2 separate regions of the Mus musculus genome follow, and region 1 is linked to region 2. The links are chromatin contacts, called in public HiChIP or PLAC-seq maps. All regions are on one chromosome and are shown on one strand. The core of a region is the stretch at or near the end of the contact, and the rest is flanking DNA. Distances in the headings are between cores, read along the strand shown.

What was found. HiChIP or PLAC-seq counts read pairs in DNA pulled down with a chosen protein or histone mark.
Region 1: an H3K4me3 HiChIP or PLAC-seq map of neural tube shows a contact between it and region 2, with 6 times the contacts expected there. The contact joins the promoter of Dach1 here to the enhancer-like site in region 2. A contact is called at or near these places in 1 of 39 promoter capture datasets (hippocampal neurons) and 9 of 115 datasets of contacts at active chromatin or transcription factors (bone marrow-derived macrophages, embryonic basal ganglia, embryonic forebrain and 6 more).

Annotation. Positions count from the first base shown.
Region 1 is chr14:98,167,913-98,171,167 of GRCm38.p6, reverse strand. Dach1 (dachshund family transcription factor 1) reads left to right here and starts at 1,403. Exons shown (of 12, transcript NM_007826.3): 1 at 1,403-2,685. The coding sequence starts at 1,859. Gm33583 (a long non-coding RNA gene) reads right to left here and starts at 1,264. Exons shown (of 2, transcript XR_003951195.1): 1 at 1,202-1,264.
Region 2 is chr14:97,636,926-97,640,121 of GRCm38.p6, reverse strand. No RefSeq gene overlaps it. Among named protein-coding and RNA genes, the nearest start is that of Gm23276, 300 kb to the right of the region's middle. Within about 2 kb of position 1,786, at least 6 of the 459 cell types and tissues checked have an H3K27ac peak or open chromatin away from gene starts, as enhancers often do. A contact at or near this core is called in neural tube, where this site is marked.

The DNA.
Region 1 (3,255 bases), core at 154-2,653, 530 kb before region 2:
CCTCCTCACATCTTATGAAATCTTTAGACATGTGTAGACAGGTTCAATGCCTAACTACTCCAGATTCCTAGAGATATAAGCAACAAACACACAGGACCTATGCTCAAATTCTATGCTGGTCAAACATCCCGGAAAAAACATCGCTGTGCAACAAGTTAGAGAAGACAGGAGGAGAAAATGAGTGTCTTACTCCCCTCATGCAGCCCCAAACCACTATTCCCTTCTGCCTTCTGTGTTTACAAGTCAACCAGGAGGCTTAGTTTCTATTTCATTCTTTACAAACACATTCTCACTGAGAAAGCAAAAACGAAGTTCCCAAAACATAGCAGGACTTTCCAAATATGAAAGGAACCCAATAATTATTGTGTGACTTAAATAACACACTTTCGACTCTCCTCGGGTACTGAAGGAGAAATGAGAGTTGATTACTGTGCAAGACCAGGTGAATTAATTAGAGTTTTGGGTAAGAAACATCAGTGTGTTTTTGTATTCTACTTTCTAATCTTCAAGGACAGCTGATCTCTTTAGAAATTTCTAGATAAAGAAGTCATCCCTGACCAATCTCTGGAGGTGAAAGGGAAGTTGTTTTAATCCACTGTATCCCTGTCTACTAGGATCAGGAGCACCCATTATTCTTAAGTGACTTTCTTCCCGCAGCTTGAAAACTCTTCTTTATCTTTATATAAACATTTTTGATATAGAAAAAAAACCCGTCAGATACACAAAATAGTCCACACTGCTTACATGTGAATTTTCCTATAATAATAATAATAATAATAATAATAATAATAATAATAATAATAATAATAATAATAATTGCCCAACAGTCATGAGCTGGGGATGTTTCCTTTTGTAACTGCTTGCACAAATGCCCCGCGCGCGCGTGTGTGTGTGTGTGTGTGTGTGTGTGTGTGAACCTAAATCCTTGAAGGTGAGCTGGCAGCGGCACCGCCGCTCTTTCAGTCATGAGGCGTTTGCTCAGAACCTTTTTGGGGTGGGTGGGTGGGTGGGAGCTAAGAGTCTTCTCCTTCAAAGCCACAGAGGAGGTGGCAGGGGATGTAACGGTAGCAGCGCGAGAGAAGTAGATGACCAGCTTTCTCTCCCTCTCTCTGAGCACCACTCTTGGGCCCCGGCTTTTCTAGGGCTTTCCTCCCACCCTTTTCCTCCGTACCCTCCCCCCCCACTCCCGTTTTCTACCCACCCCCTTTCCTCGGTCTCGCGCTCTTGGAGTCTGTGCTCCGAGTTCCTGGTTGGATAATTTGGGTTAATACTAGTGAGTGAGGTTTTCGCGGCTTCAAAGGGTATTTCAAGTATCCGGAGCTCCTCCCCTCCGCACCGTGTGACAACAACAACTCGTCCAGCCGGCAGCCTGCACTTTCAGCTCATTTTCTCTCTGTCATTCCCCTCTCAATCTTTGATCAATGTACTTGCCAGGGAGAACCCAAGTCCCTCAACCCTCCTCCTTTTCACCTTCATCCTTAACTTTGTGCTAGAGCGGGACCCACACACCACCAGCCGACCCTCCCCGCCCCACCCCCGCCTCTCCCCCCCCAAGAGCAGCCCGCGATCCCAGCCCCGAGAGAGGACTCGCATTTCGACTTGCGGGACACTTTTGTGCGTTTCTCTCTCGAGCGCCTCTCGCGCTCGCCCCTCCTGCGCTCGCTCTTTCTTAACCTCACCTCCTTTTTCTCCTCTTCTCTCCCTCTCTCCAACTAAGGTTCCTTCCTAGAGTGCTTGTTGTCTCTGCCCCCCCCCCCACCTCGATCCTTGTCCCCCTTTCTCCCCCTTCCCCTTTGGGGGGTGTGTGGCAACTTTTCCCCCTCGCTTCTCCTCCTTCTGTTTCCCCTTATATGTGACCATGGCAGTGCCGGCGGCTTTGATCCCTCCGACCCAGCTGGTCCCCCCTCAACCCCCGATCTCTACTTCTGCTTCCTCCTCGGGCACCACCACCTCCACCTCCTCGGCGACCTCGTCTCCGGCTCCATCCATCGGACCCCCGGCGTCGTCTGGGCCAACTCTGTTCCGGCCGGAGCCCATTGCCTCTTCTGCTTCTTCTTCAGCCGCGGCCACAGTCACCTCTCCTGGTGGCGGCGGCGGCGGCAGCGGAGGCGGCGGTGGCAGCGGCGGCAACGGAGGCGGCGGCGGGAGCAACTGCAACCCCAGCCTGGCGGCCGGGAGCAGCGGCGGCGGCGTTAGCGCTGGCGGCGGCGGCGCCTCCAGCACCCCCATCACCGCGAGCACCGGCAGCAGCAGCAGTAGCAGCAGCAGCAGCAGCAGTAGCAGCAGCAGCAGCAGTAGCAGCAGCAGCAGCAGTAGCAGCAGCAGCTGCGGCCCCCTCCCTGGGAAACCCGTGTACTCAACCCCGTCCCCAGTGGAAAACACCCCCCAGAATAATGAGTGCAAAATGGTGGATCTGAGAGGGGCCAAAGTGGCTTCCTTTACGGTGGAGGGCTGCGAGCTGATCTGCCTGCCCCAGGCTTTCGACCTGTTCCTGAAGCACTTGGTGGGGGGCTTGCACACCGTCTACACCAAGCTGAAGCGGTTGGAGATCACGCCGGTGGTGTGCAATGTGGAACAGGTTCGCATCCTGAGGGGACTGGGGGCCATCCAGCCCGGAGTGAACCGCTGCAAACTCATCTCCAGGAAGGACTTCGAGACCCTCTACAATGACTGCACCAACGCCAGGTAAAGAGCGGAGGGGAAACCTTCTGTCGCCCTGGTCCTTTCCCACCCTCCTCCTCGCCCTTCCCCTGCTCCCTTCCCGGCGCCGCCCGCTCAGCGCGTCCGCGAGCTGCGCGCCCTGGCGAGCACGGCCCTCTCCTGTCGGTCCCCGGGGCTAGTCTCCTTCGCCCGACCTCCTGGGCAAGTTCGCACTGCTCGCGGCCTGATCCGTGCCGGCCGGGTGTTCCTGATGCTTCCTAGGGCATTCGGGCTAGGCTGCCGCTGAGCTTGGGATGCAGAGTGGGGAACCAGAGGAAGGTGCCTTCCCAGGAGTCACAGCCCCTTCCCGGGCGCGCTGGTGACCTGCACCCGTTCCGGACACTACTGCCTGAGTGTGCACTCCTGGGACCTGGGTTCCTCCAAGAAGCCTCTGGGCACCTCTGGGATAGGAGGGAGGTCGTGACCCTGATCCTGCAGGGCTCCGAAGCTGAGGGATGCGCTCTGGGATAGGGGGGCTCCTCTAGTAAGAAAAGAGGGTGGGCTGGCAGCTGAGAGCGGCGCTGAGAAGTCAGCACCGGAACAGTACCGGGCGCT
Region 2 (3,196 bases), core at 537-3,036:
TAGTAATAATGACAGTAATCTTATTATTGGAAAATTGACCAGATGCTTAGTTATTGCTTGTTATCCCTTACAGAGAATATCTGCAAACTGCTGCCTAAAAAATAGGTGCCTTTTCTGACATGAAAACTTAAAGAAGGAACGTTGTGGTGTTTACATGCTTTGTGTTATCAGGGAAAAGTCCAGTGAGCTCCAAGCATGGCCTTGAATCATCCATTCTCACTGATCTACGAGGCTATCGATCCTTTTCTAGCCACTTAACTTTCACACTTCAAGAGTTGAGACTCCAAAATCATTTAAGAAATGTACTGAAACTGGGGAGCAGATAGAACACACTTGACCATGAAAATCCAGAGATCCAGTTTCAAAGTTGTTCCCTAGAAGATGATGCTCCAAGAAAGAGTAGAGTGGGATCTGGGGAACAGAAGAAATCAGAGTCCCTTTTTTCTGGACAGAATCCAAAACATTTTCAGCTTAAGGTAAAGATTAAGTGTTAGAAATACTCACTTTTGGGGTCCCTGCTCTGAAAACTTCCTGATGAGTTTTGTCTTCTCCTATTATCATTTTTTTGCTGTGTAAAAACACAAAAGAACAAATCAGATTGTCCATGAATTAAAAATTTCAATTTGCATGTATTGTAATTCTACCAAAAATATGGTTTACTTATCTTCAAAGAATAAGTAGAAGAGAAAAATGTGTTTTTATTTTTTGTAGGATGGATGAACTCAGTTTTAAACTAATACTTACGTGTATTCATCTTCATTCCCCTGTGCCCAGCCTGTTCTTATGTGGCCTTTCTTTAGTGAAAGGGGAAAAAAGATAATTATTTAAGTCTTATAGGATTCTTTGTGGAGCACAAAGCTTCAAAGCATTTCATATTCAATCCATATAGACAACCTATTATCTGGATTGTTTTAAATTGCAAAGAAACATTTCCTCATTAGGGTTTTAAAAAGATATATTTGTATTTTGTTGACCATTTCATAAGACTTTAATTTGTTTGCATTTTTTATATTTGTTTCAACTCATCCATTCTTACATCAAGGAAATAACCCTGAAATACTTATTTGTCCTTGATTAGTAAAAGTTCTTTGCATTCTGAAATTTTCTTTTATTTTGTAAACTCAAAGTAGGATTAAAGTCAGTGGTATCAGAACCATTCATAAATATCAATCAAAAGTATAACTGCTAGTATTTTCCTATATTTAAGCTGTTACATAATAAATTCACTTGCTAAAGCAGAAATCACACTATCAATATGATAATAATGAAAACAATTTGTCTGGTTTTTTTCCACTAACACATTCACAGCCAAATGAGCTGTTCTGGCATTTAAGGGGTTAGATATTCTTGTGATAAAAAGGGCGCTAAAAATTTGACTTTGACCATGAAATTTGTTCCACTCTTCTTAAGAAACACCACTAACCTGTAAAGGGATTTTAACAACATGTCTTTCAAAGTCAAACAATGCAATTCTTACATAGAAAAGGACCCATTGACTGCTAATGAGGTGTGAGAAGTTTCAAATAGCTTAGTGTGGGACCAAGGTTAATATAATTATGGACCACAAACCCCAAGAAATCATTCATTTTCCTATGTCTGAACTACCAGCCTGCAATAAAAGGTGGTCTTTCAATGTCTAGTGCACTGATTTAAGATGATCTATTGATTTGCGCCAAAGATAGATGAATATACTAGAGGAATGGCGGCCGCCTCCAAGTGATAATGAGCAGAACTGAAGGAATGTAGCTGTGGGTTACAGAATCATCTATCCACAAAAGACTATGGCAAAAGCTGTGACTTTGAGAACAATGAGGGAGACTGCAAGAGGAGGAATGCCATTCTTGTGGTCTCTGAGAAATGTGTTAAAAGGATGTCAAGAGCCAGGAAAGAGAGTCATGAGGGGGAATAAAGGATGAGTTCTGTGCATTTGCACATTGAAGAAGGGACCAAGGAGAATTCTACAACTTTGGGAATCAGAAAGGTTTTACTTCCTTGGAAAATCTAAATGACCATAGGAAAAATAACATGAAACAAATGCAAAGCATCCCATCAAATTTTAAATGTAAATGTATGCTCATGTGTGTTTTTAGTAAGAAGAAATAGCATTCAGCAACATGCTTCTGGTTTTTATCTGTTCTTCATCATTTTGATTGCATATAGACACATATATCTATATTTTATAATAATGTCTCTGGAATAATTATGTGTTGGAAAACATTGTACATGGAAAAATATATTATGAAGAATCCTGCTTAAAAATAGATGTTTAAATTACATAAGCCCTTTTTGAGGTAGAAGATGAATTTTAGTACCAAACTATTAAATTATTCTATTTGATTATCTGTTGGTATTTCAAGTTTTATGTGTTTGAATTCAAGCCTAGCAGCCTTACAATGAAAATTTCCATAAGAAACAGAAAACAAATTAAAACATTATGCTACTGCAGCTTTCATTAAAACAGGAAACACAGAGTGTTTATTCTATTTCAGCATCAGAATGGATATTGTGTAAACATTTACATCAGGATTAATTATATTATTCAGACACTAGGACAGTTAGAATTATTAAGAATTATAAGCAATGTAAATAAAATATTTCCTATTTCACAACTCTTGTGTCTGTGTGTCCTTAGGGTACCTTTAAATTCCCTCACCCTGTTTTGTTCCTAGATGAAGCATAGAGGCAGATTTCAGGAATGAATGGCCTGAAGTGTATCTGTTTGACAGAATTCCAAGAAACCTATGAGCTCAATTTAGCATCCAAATGTAAATGGAAAAGACTCAGAAATTAGATGGAGCTTTTAAATACAATAGATAGTATGTAGAATGACTCAAGAAAGCTAAAGGAAACAACCCTCCATTTTACCAAATATGTAGCCATGTTTTCGAACTCTTAATGTCTCCTCGAGTAAAATAAAGTGACTGAATATTTACCTAGCAGTAGTCATACGAGGCTATGGCTCAAATCAATTCCTTGCTCAAACATCATGAAAGAAGATTCCTATTACAGTATATGAGAACTAACACAGAGACCTACAAGAAGACAATGTGCAGAGTATAAGATTTTGGAACACCCAACTCTAAATGGCTTGTCTTCACTTCTCCACTCAGGGCTCAGGGAGCTATGCAGAAGAAGAGGTAAAAAGATTGTAAGAGCCAGAGGGGGCAGATGGCAACAAGGATAAAGTGTCTTTGAG